Regions from separate parts of the Anas platyrhynchos genome. Here region 2 is linked to region 1. The links are chromatin contacts, called in public Hi-C maps. All regions are on one chromosome and are shown on one strand. Each heading gives the region's core, a stretch centred on a gene start, on an enhancer-like site or on the middle of the called end of the contact. The rest is flanking DNA. Distances are from core to core; before and after follow the strand shown.

Evidence for each region. Hi-C and Micro-C count contacts between places; a contact is called where the count stands out from the background.
Region 2: a Hi-C map of subcutaneous adipose tissue shows a contact between it and region 1, with 4 times the contacts expected there. The contact joins two enhancer-like sites. A contact is called at or near these places in 5 of 8 Hi-C or Micro-C datasets (F5 follicle, liver, skeletal muscle and 1 more).

Annotation. Positions count from the first base shown.
Region 1 is chr5:7,374,436-7,380,309 of IASCAAS_PekinDuck_T2T, reverse strand. PPP2R5E (protein phosphatase 2 regulatory subunit B'epsilon) reads left to right here. Exons shown (of 15, transcript XM_072038189.1): 5 at 5,586-5,687. Among named protein-coding and RNA genes, the nearest start is that of GPHB5, 28 kb to the right of the region's middle. Within about 2 kb of position 2,464, at least 4 of the 8 cell types and tissues checked have an H3K27ac peak or open chromatin away from gene starts, as enhancers often do.
Region 2 is chr5:7,415,992-7,421,865 of IASCAAS_PekinDuck_T2T, reverse strand. All of the region lies in intron 3 of PPP2R5E (protein phosphatase 2 regulatory subunit B'epsilon), which reads left to right. Among named protein-coding and RNA genes, the nearest start is that of PPP2R5E, 15 kb to the left of the region's middle. Within about 2 kb of position 3,410, at least 1 of the 8 cell types and tissues checked has an H3K27ac peak or open chromatin away from gene starts, as enhancers often do.

The DNA.
Region 1 (5,874 bases), core at 1,215-3,714:
TTGTTACTAGCAGGGTACCCTGCCATGCTTTGGGTCTAGATGACCTAGAGGGGAATTTCACAGCTCTGGTTTCCAGCAGGCAGAAGGTGTACCTGTGAGCCTGGGGATATGGCAGTGTTAGCACTTCTAACTCAGATCATCTGTGTGCTTTCAAAGTGCATCTCCCATTTGTTCTCACTGTACTTTGATGCTTGTCATAGAGAAATCTTGGGGGTTGTGAGTTACATTCATTCCAGACAAAATGTGTACTTCAGGAGCCTGCTTAAAGCTCTCCAACTTGCTAATGGACTTCAGTGCAAGAGATCACTAGAAAATAAATCCTCCCTCCAAATAGAGGTAATGTGGGTTTTTAGGACCTGAGCACCAGCCGTTTTGTTGTACCAACCTGCTCCAGTTGCACGTGCCTGTTTGCTAACACAGCCATATCCTAAGGATCTCAGTTCTACCACCCGCACATCTGTATGGTCAGAAAGCTGCTGCTACTGCTGAAGTGGGTGATGAGAAGTCAACAAACTTAGGAGCCCTGATCTAGAGCTAAAATCTTGCAGGTTTTTGATAGAATTTTTTGAAAAAAACATGAAGAGGACCCACCTGCCCAGTGGTCCAGATAGTTGATTGTGTTCATGGTCCATAGTTCATGTAGCCTGGCCAAAAGTAACACTGCTGGGCAAAAAGAAGGTATATAATAACGTATTATGTTAAACTCTGACTGTATTCTGGCAAGCAGTGGTGCAGAAAGAAACTTGACCATTTTGGGTGACTATCTTGACTATCTTAATGAGAATTTTTGATGCAGTGTACGGTTCAAAAAAGGGAAATAACAGGGAGATGGCCTGGCTTTTTATACATACCCCAATGCATCTGGCATGCGTTATTTGGAGGGGTTATGAAAATACAGGTGGGAGCTTAACGGAGGGTGGCAAAAACAATCACAGGATTCAAAACAAACCAACATCTGCCTGAGCTCTGACTATTTAGTATCAAAGAGGTTGAGAGGTGTCATTTATATATATGTGTGTGTATATATATGCGTTACGTATGCGTAAAATAAAAATACATACACATACAGAGACATGCTGCATATGCAAATATGTGTATGTATATATATCTGTATGTATATGTTGAAGAGATCTGATGGTTTAACAGGAACCAGTGGGACTCAGGCTAGTTCAACCTTGAAACCAAAAGTAGTGCCCTAGTCAAATTAATAGTAAATCTTCAGGTTATGAGAGCTGGTGGAATCATGATATGTCAAAATAAAATTGGGCTTTTCTTTTTGTAAGATGTGCTGTCAAACTTCTGGGAACGGTGTAACGGGATATAAAGAAAGATTACAGCTGAGTGACTGCAGTAGTCACTTCGGGCTCTAAAACATGTAAATCCATGAGCAATACTAAAAACAAAAATGCAAACCCATGTATGCAGATGTGTTTCAGAAGGACGAGTGCCAGTGCCTGTTCCGTGAGATGTTGTGTCTCAGTTCCAAGAGTTTCATATATGCTCTGACCACATTTTGTTGCTGCAGCGTGCAGGCGAGTTTAAGCACTGTGTGTGCACAGGTATCCAGTTTCAATCTCATATACACGGGGGGTTTATTTGGACAGTTTCACATACCGGTAACAGAAGAACAGGTGTTCCCTGTGCACTAATTCGTTTATCCTGTTTTATATAGCTAATACATTAAACTTCCCTGCATGCACGCTGTTTTTGTTTCAGGGTTCATTCAAGAAAACTATTGCTGATAAAAATCTTTCTTCCAAACAGCACGGAATGTGAGCACCAAGTTGAAATTGAATTTGTGAAGGGTTTCTGTTATAGCACAGATTTTATTGTGCACCAGTGAGGGGCAAAGAGAGGGCTTCTCAAAGCAGACATTTATTCCTGACTTCAGACTTAAGCTTCTTAGCACTTTATTTTTGAAAAGTTAATATAAATAATAATATATTTACATTTCACGTATAACTATGGTGATAAAATCAGAGCTTTCTTGAAGCCTGTTACTTTCGATTGTGTATTCATACCTTTGTAGTTGTGGATTGCCAGGTACCAACCCTTGGATCTGTCCAGAACTTACAGTTCATCCTTTTGGTGGTACCAGAGCAGCCTTTTCTATCTTTTCATTTAATTTTAATGAATTGACACTTCTTTGTAATTGCGTGGAGAAGTTTCTGTCAGAGTTGTGCCTGAGTGACACAGGCATTGAGCTTGGAGGCTTCTGGGCATCTCCAATTTAAAAATCAATCACGTTGGCTTTTCCCATTTGATCCTGGAATCTTACTTGTTGCTGATGGATTAATTTCACTGACCTGTTAAATTGGTTTCTGGCACTTGGGTGTTCACGTTGTGGGGAAGGAGCAGTAAGCTGTTTTGTGCCTGCTTCGATGTGATCGCCTATAAGGAGCAGTCCTGGAGAACAGCGTGCGGACAACTTGGAGCTCACGGTAGGGAAGATTTATCATGATAGAGCTTTCTGGACGATTAGGCTTCAGGTTTCCCTTGCAAAAATAACATCAGGGGTTGGAGGCGCTCCTAATCAGGGGAAGATGGAAGTCGGTATTGATCGGTAGTCATTTGTGTTGGCCGTGGGAGAGGAGTCATCAAGGACTGCGTGCGCAGCCTGGCAGGGATGTCCTTTGGCTTGATAACCGGCCGGGGTCAGAAGGGAAGTGATTCATCCATCTCGCTGAAGGAATTTTGGCACGCTGCTTGGGCCCAGGGATGAATACTAAATAGCTGCCTTCTGCCTAGCGGAAAAAAAATTACTCTTTCCAGCTCTGAGGCAGCACATCCCCACCTCCGTGTGACGGCTGTCAGTCCGTAACGCGCAGCTGGGCAGCTCGAGGACTTGGTGCCTTCAGTTCTCCCTCGGAGGCTCGGAGGCATCAGGCACCCAGCGGCTGCTGATTCACAGGAGCGTGCTGCAAATTGGCACTGCGGGTAAGCGAGCTGTCGTGCTGCGTCGGGGTGATTAATGGAGCTGTAATGGCACGCATTATCTTTGGAAATGATGATCCCCCTGGGAATCACCTGGAGATAACCTGTTCTGTCTGTTCTCATCAGGAGAATAGCTGCAGTTGGGCTCCACATCTTTGCTCCTTGTGCAAAAAAAGAAAAAGAGAACAAACTCTATACAAGGACTGTATTCTACCTTGCATTTACTCCTGTATGTTAAATCTTTTATGTAAAATACTGCCTTTCAGTTGTCTTAAAGCTTCTGTCTCTTTTTCATCCACACTCCAGAAATCATTCAGGCTTTCTAACAAGCTTAAGGTTCAGGTGTTGGTGCTGGCACTTCAGTCATTGTTGCTGAAACCTTTGCTGTTCTGTTGTGCTGGTAAGGCCCTGGCACTAACGGTATGAAACTTGGATTGCTTTAATTTAAAGCTTTCAGGAATTTGTATTTGATTAACTTTTAATTCTGGTAGTACGTACTTTTCCTTGCAGGTTTTGCTTGTGCCATACTTCAGCATTTGTTCCAGTTTTAAAATGTTAATAGCAGATAAATACTGATCTTTTCTGGGATGGTACAAATTTCATTAATCTGTATATCACTACATTTATATATCACAAGAATTTCCTATTTCAAATGAAGTTTAAAGCAGAAAAAAATAGCTGCAGACTGCTTTTGATTTTGCTAGTTCCCTATTTTTGTTGAAGTGCTGAGAAAGTTGGTATTTTCAAATGTGAAGCAGTGACCAAAAAGGCTTCAGTAAGTATTGCAGAATCCCAGATGTCCGGATGGAAATGTTCCTATTGGCGCCTTCCCCTTTTTACTTAGGAATCTTTTGGGATTTCTTTTTTCTGTTTCCTTGTGCCCTGATACAGAAACAACTCTGTCCTCGTAATTCATCACTTTCCTCGTCTACTTGCTCGTCTACCTTTTGTATGCTCAGGGATATAGAAGGGGGGGCTCAGGAATCCCCGAGGAAGGACAAACTGAAACCCGTGTCTTTGGGAGTGCTTACCTGGTTTAGAAAAGTCTTGTATTGGAGGGGTTTTTGAGAGAACTGAAAGAATCAGGGAAAAAGATGGAGAAGGAAGGAGAATGTTGCCTGTTAAGTAGGATAGTCTAAGGAGGATGCACACCTGGCAGGTGTGCATACAGGACTCTCTGTATGTACATTCATTATGAGCACAGGCTGGTAAGTGCCGTATTAGGGTTGAAAGTCATGCGACTTGACAACAGGAGATCTACACGGACAGGGAAGGCTCCTGTAACGCTGCTTTAACAGTAGTGAAATACTCCCTCTTGTGGCAAGACGAAATAAATCCAAGCAGAAAACCCATATGGCCAATCTTTTTCTGTACTCTCTGGTTTGCCATATTTATTCTTCAGTTAGCCAGTTTTGTGTTTTCCCCTTGTGTCCGGTGAATATTCCTCACTGGTATGTACAACGTGTGCTTTCCTACATCTTCCTTTTGCTTCATCCTTTTATTTATGCAGTACCTGAATCTCTTTTGTTTATCTTGCAAGTTCCAAAACTTCACCTTAACTTACAGTCTGTTTTCATCAGTACCTGGATTGTTTTAAACTCTTGCCTTTAAAGTGCCCTTTCGTATTAGGTTGCCAACATCCTGAAAACATGCCTTACAGACTAACTTTAGAATATTTACAGGAGTAAAAGGCTGGAAAATTAAAATAGGATGCTGAAGAGTATACTACTTCTATTTCCTAAATAGATTAATTTGTCTGAACTACTATGTAGGGGTCATGTATAAACAGGATTAGGAGATAACATGCTGCTTTTCCCAGCTGTTTGATTAACCAGCTTAGAGATGGGTCAAATGCAGAGGCAGAGTGCAAAGAAGGCACACCACCACCTTCAAAGTGCAGAAGAGGCCCTGCAGCATGTTTACAGTTTATCAGATTTGCTGCATAATAAGCTGTACACTCCATTCAGCAGTATAATTAACTCAGGAAACCATTCCAGTTGTCTCTGCTTTGTGAGGCTCGTGCCATCAGCAAAGCAGCCTCAGCAAAGTACCTCTAAATGAGATTAAGCAAAGTGAGGCAACCATGAAGTAAAACCTAGGCTAAGCGACAAGGAAATAGTATTTGTTGCTTGCATTTAGTACGAAGTTCTGTGCTTGGCACGAAGTGTCCGGGCACATAATGTGTGAATTGAGACCTAATGCAGATATCATTAATGTTTTCCCTGTGCAAACGAAAATAACTACGTGTTGTATGAAAACACTCATAAATGCATGTTGATGGCATTTCCCACTCCTCCAAAATGCTGCTTCTCTTAGCTAGCAGGCCTGTTGATCACCAGCAGAATGGGGAATAAAGTGGTGAGCTCATGTGGAACCTGGTGGAGAGAAATGATGGCAGATGAGGATGATCATTGGGAAGGAAGGATGGGATGATCGCTGGGAGGAAGTGTGGAGAGCTGGAGAAGGGGAATCCAAGGTTGTAAAGCGATGGGTTCCTTTGACCTATACCATTTATAAAGAACTTTGTCATGCATAAGTAAAAAAAACACTGCTTATGCAATAGAAGACATGTAGAGTAGGCATAGACACAGTCCTGAAATCTAGCACCTGTTTGAAAAACAGATCTCATTATTCTTTCTTTCACCTTTCAGGTATCTTGCAATATCTTCAGAACTCTCCCACCTAGTGACAGCAATGAATTTGATCCAGAAGAAGATGAGCCCACCTTGGAGGCATCGTGGCCACATTTACAGGTTTTTGATCATTTATCTCAAAAGAAACGCTTATAATTACTTAATGTATCTAATCATTTTCAGCAGGTTTTTTTTAACCTGTGAGTCAGAACTAGTCTCCGAGATATTATAACAAAATTCTATTTCTGCTCTTCTAATGTTGCTCTTGGCTTTCAACACAGCACCTACAACAACAGGAGAGTACTTT
Region 2 (5,874 bases), core at 2,161-4,660, 41 kb before region 1:
GCAGGTCCCTTAGGAAGCTGGTTTGTGGCAGAGCAGTGCTGCTGAAGGGCCCTGTTCTGGGGATGCCTACATCCACCTCTGTGCCTTAGCCAAATCCACACCGAGTTTATTAACCAAGTTTGTGGTGTGCCTCAAATCATGCTCGGTCTGTAGTGGAAGGTAGTACTGTATATGCCCTGGCAAGGGATGTTGCTTACTGGCAGATGATTTTACTTTCATTTTGTACAGATATCTTTTTGCTTGGAAGTCCTGAGCAGAAGAGCAGTAGGAGTGCAATGCTAGAAAGCAATTAGTGGGGAAAAAAGTGTCTCGTAATACTGGACATGTGAAAACAGACTGATTTCAGCATTACCTGTAAAAGCTGAGTTCAGTACTGTTTGTGCCAGTACCTGTAACAGTAGGGGAGTGGCCAGGGGATAAAGACATACATGCAGATGACTGAAAAGATCATATGGCTTATGAAGAAATGTTGAGGATCTTGAGAAATTGGGCAGAAAAGTAGCATGTAATTCACAGTACTCCCCCTTCATTCATATCAAAAATACATGAATAAGGTAAAGCAAACCGTACACAAGTACAAAAGTAAGGTTGTTTTTTAGCAAATTTTAAAGCAATCTGTCCTATTTTTTTAATTTCAGGGTATGCCTCTTGCTTCCTATCATTCTCCACATTTTCCAATGGTCTAACATAGTGTAGTTACTTTCGTTTTTTTTTAAATTAGTGCATGTTTTTTTTGAAAAAACAGCTCAAACTATAATTTTTATTTTTAGATAATTTTTCTTCAGTAAAACAGGCACTCAGAACAGAAGTTCTCTGTCAACAATACCAATTGCTTTGCTACCTCAATATTATGAAATTTATTGAGCTTCTAATACATTTATCAGATAGTTTCCATGGTGTTAAAGAACTGCTGTATTGGCAACAAAAGAGCACTGCATAGTCAAAAGGGGAAAATCTTTCAGTTGCTGTTTGCTTTTGATCAGTATGTTATTTCCCTATAGGTGAGATTTTTATTATAAGCATTTCGTAAGAATCCTATCTGTAGGTCGAATGCTGTCGGTCCTAAGCAATCAAAAATCCTATCAACTCCAGAAGACTTCTGCTTAAGTGAGAGCTGCAAGATGCATACCACCTTTTTCAAACATAGCTACATTTGATTTTTTAAAAGTATCTTCTTTATCATAAGATTTAAGACTGAAGAAAGCTGTTTGTTTTTAGAATACCACCTTCAGAATTGTACGCATGGGAAATGATTATTATTATCTGAGTTGTAAAAGAAGAAAGCCTCAATTTTCTGTTGACTTCCATGGGGGTTTGGCTGCTTGTCATTTCTGTGCTGGTCTCCATTTGTGAAATTTGGAATGGTTTACAAATGCCAACCAACTATGAATAAAATATCTAAACTAAATACTTTCTCCTAATTTATAAACAAGAATGTGGGTTCATAATGGCTGTGCCTTTCCAAAATCAAATTTTGCTTTATTTCCATAATTGGTAATAGATCCCAGGACTCCTCATTTATTGTTTGGAAGAAATGCTGGAACTTGGTTAGTTCTGCACATAATCAATGGTGAATCAAACATCAATCCTGGAACTATTAAAAAGAATTTTGCACTTGTTCTGGTTGACATAGATCTGGACATAATGGGCCGGCTCTGTGTAAGATTTGAGAAAAGGGCCCTAATCCCAAAAGTGAGAAGGATTTATCCCTGTTATTTTCCTTAATGCGTGGGGTTCCTGTCATACATAATTAAAGTCTTCACTTTTTCTTGTGCTCTTGGCAGTTCTTTTTTTAAATTTATATTTAACCTCCTCTTTGATTTTGTAAACATCTGGTGCTTGTAGAATAATTCCTCCAATGGTCTTAAAGATTTCTGTTTCTGAAATCTATTTGTTTAGTGGTGTTTAGAGAGGGCCATGCACCAATTACACTCTGTCTTTTTGAAAGTTTTGCTGCTTGTTGTTGTCTCCCACATCTGGAATGCGGTTTTGTAGAACTACACTTGTAGAAAACATGCATTCATACAAATGTTGACTTGGAAGTTACGACCATATAAAACAAACAAACACCAACATAAAACTTCTTACTCCAACAGTGTGTTAGTGAAGCTGCAGGTGTTGAGAAATCCTCTCTGCTTAGCCCTGATGTTCTAATGGTCTTTGTTGCTGTTCAGTTGTCTCTATTTATGTGTTTTTAAGTCTATTTAGGTCTGCAGATTTTTCCTTTAGCCTGCTCCCAATCCTTGAGCGTAGTTGCCTTACTTTCTGAACTTCTCAGTCCACCTCCTGGAAGTGTTAAGGGACGATCGTTCCCACCTCTTTCTTTTTTATTATTTTACTTTTTAAAGTGAAATGACTTGCAATCACTGCGTACGTTATATTTCTGTACTATTCACAAGATTGAGTCTAAAATCTTGATAACTCTTTGCAGGAATGTCTAGACTTAACCATCATCAGTAGCATTTGTTGTCAGTCTGTATTTCTCTTGCATGTCTCTATAATATGCTTACTAGGATTATTTATTTCTTTAATAATCAAGTTTTCTTTTCTGTGTCCAAGTGTAACCCTACGGGTCTGTAGTAGAACCTACTGTTTCTGTAATAAGTACCTCCTTTATATCCCTTTCCCAAAGTACTTTTGACAAATAAAAATTCTGGTTTAGCCATGCAGTCAGTTCTGTGTAGCATACATGATTGTTGAAGCTTAGTGCTGCCTTGATAAGTAATTATGATACAGAGCTTTACTGTTTAAAAAAAAAAAAAAAGGCATGTTTTCCATGGCTTTGGAATCATGTGTGTGCTTGTAAAAATGTGAGTTTATGTGTATTAAATGTGTTTAATACACATCTGTGTATATAAACAACTTATATGTTTATTTAATGTCACACATAAAGTTTAGGTATTGAGTTATTTCCTTTCTCATTTATTTATTATTTTTAAAATTCAGTACTTGGGATGGGATACTGCTTCTGTTCATTGGTAAAGCTCTGTTGTAAGGAGGCAGTCCCTTCGTGCTCGTCCATCAGAAGCGTGTGTCTGCCTGAAAAACGAGCGCCTTTATTTGTGCGTGCTGGGGAGTGGGAGGAGGACGATCAACTATTTTTAGGTTCAGGGTAACTTCCTTTCACCTACAGCTTGCTCATTCAAACTGCTGCTGTTTCTTTGGCTCAGTTGTGCAGAAGTTCTTAGCTGAAACAGACGAGAAGACTTGCTGAGTTCAATGAGCTTTGGTAGGGTTAAGCGTTTATGGATTAGCTGTGGAACTGTGTGATCTTGATAACTGTTTAATTCAGAGATACCAACAAACGGACGCGTGCTAGTTCATAAAAACTTCAGGAAAATCTGTTAGAAAAATGCTGCAGTCTTGTTTCAGAAGCCCACAGCAAGGTTTTATCTTAGTTTGAGTCCCTGCTGACTGTAGTGGTGGTTGTTGCAGATGCAGTTTGGTGATTTTTTTGTTGCTTTTATTCTGGTTGCAAACCTTTGAGAAGTTGCCAAGAGTACACACCAGTGTGCTGCCTCTCGTTTGTGCTGAGGCAAGTGTTTTTGGGGCCACAGTGTAAAACGGATTGTTAAATATGTTCTGCCTTCTCCTCCTTGATTTTTTTTCTTTTTTTTAAACCATGATAATCTCAGTGATCTGCTTTATTACCCCGTGCCCTCTCAAACAGTTGAATCAGCGGAACTTAAACGGGGGTGAACTTCTCTGTAGGGTTGGTGGCTTCTCTGTGTGTGGTTTTCTGGGGGGAAAAATGCTGCTGCAGCCTGAGGATCTGTATCAAGTGTTTTGAAAAGATATGGTAGCTGTCCAAAGAACTAGTGTAAAATATTTCCGCATGCTTAGTCACTGCACTTGATTGAAAAACTGCCTGTTTTGAGCAAAGGCTTGAAGTCAAGCTATAGGGAAATCCATTCTGTTCAAAAGTAGTAATGATTTACGATAATGGCTTGTTACAGGGTTCTTCAACAATAGGTTTCTCTAATTGATAGTGATGTGTGTATAATTTTGAAAATGTGTATGTTCTTACATGTAGTCAATGTAAAAACATATTTTCAGCCCATGGGAGGTTTATTTTTTCTATAGGAATTTTATTTTTGAAGTCACAGCATGTCTCGTACTGATTAACTGTTCTGTTAAATTGTATTACCTGAAAACAAAGTATATAATAATTTCATTGCAAAACACTGCTAACAGTTCATGATGTTTTTCTTAGGATCATTATTTTGCATTTAAACAATTTATTAAGGTTTGTCACCGTTTTGCCCCTTCTGATCCACATGTCAGGTTAACTGGGGGAGTTTTCTCTGAATGTGAAGTGCTTGGCACCTTCCTGAGCATCTGCAGGAGTTTGTGGCAGGGAAGGATCACAACATAATGGGGTTGATCAACCTGGTTAAACGGTCAGAAAATGAGAAAGGGGTCTGTTCTGGGTAGCTTCCTAGAAGGAGAGATAGAACAGCAGATTGCTGTAATGTCTGTTGAACATCTCTGGACATATTGCTAGCTCTGTTGTAACAGTGGCTTCATGTGTTCCCTGACCTGGAGAGCTTCTTTCAGTAATTTAGCATTGGACTTCACCACTGAGCAAGTTAAAAGAGAGGTGGAGGCAAGCAGTTTGTTCCTATAAGTTTGTGCATAATTCAGTGGTTTTGGACCATTAAAAATTGAAGATTTTAGGAATTTAAATAAATGTATCTGCTGCAAAACATCAGTCACAGACTTAGCTTTCCTTCGTTGATGGGTGTTCTGCAGAAGTTAAAATAAATCATCAGTGGTGTCTCCACGATGATGAATAAATGCAGATAACTGTGTGTACATCGTGGCAAAACTACTCGTTTTTTGGACTTGACCCCTAGTTGCAGATAATGGTGAAGTACTCGCATACAGCCATTTATTAAGAAAAATCTAATACCTTTGTGAAGAATAAAGGTAAGGTAAAATTCCATCTTGTCTGCAGAAGTGCTCAACTGTCAGATTTTCATTCAAACAGTGAAATAAATGCAGCTTGCATAGGCACCCGTTTTATGCCATTCATTATGAATGGTGTCTAGGTATAAAATATGCCTCATTCTGTAATGAGGGGAAAACTATTTATTTAGCTGTTCTTTTATCCTATAGTTAAGAAGATCTGCTGTTGGCATTATTATTTTTAATGGGTCTGTAACTTTTTGAGGAGCCTGAGAAAAAGATTAGTGTTATTAAGAAGAAATAACTGTGTTTTGTGTTGGCTGTGGTCTGTGGTTTCATCCCTTAACACTTCTCACCATGCCTGTGATACCTATCTGCTCCGGGCTGGCCTTTTGCTTGGGGTTTCTGTGCCTCTGTCCGGTGTCATTAATCTTATTTAACATCATCTTTACTTTCTTTGTTTCTTTCTTGTGTGTGCTTGTACCAAACTTATAGGTTAAATTTTTATATAGGAGTTGCAATAAATTTACTTTCAAGGTTTTGAATGTACTGTCACGTGGATTATGTTGTAAAGGGAGATTACTGAAAAAAATGTAATTAATATTGGGGATGGTCAGAAACAGAAGAAAGGATGGTTCAAGACTTTAGAGCAATTAGATATTCTTTTCTGTTTTGTTAACCACCAGGATGTAATGTGAATGCATGAGCTCTCATTACTTTACAAGTTTAGCTCGTGTCCTCTCCACTGTCAAGTTCCAAGAGCAGGGCATAGATGTTCCATGCAGTCTATTTTTAAAAAAGAAATTCGGTCTAGCAAGTGTTTTCTGAACTCAGTTTAGAGCAGTTAGCTGTGTGTGTTTATACAGAATACATTTTTCCATCCAAAGATGGAAAAGGTGCAAAAGACGATGATTGCAGCTGAGGCAGTGCTTGAAGCCAGAGTAGTGAACATGCTTGTTGAACAGA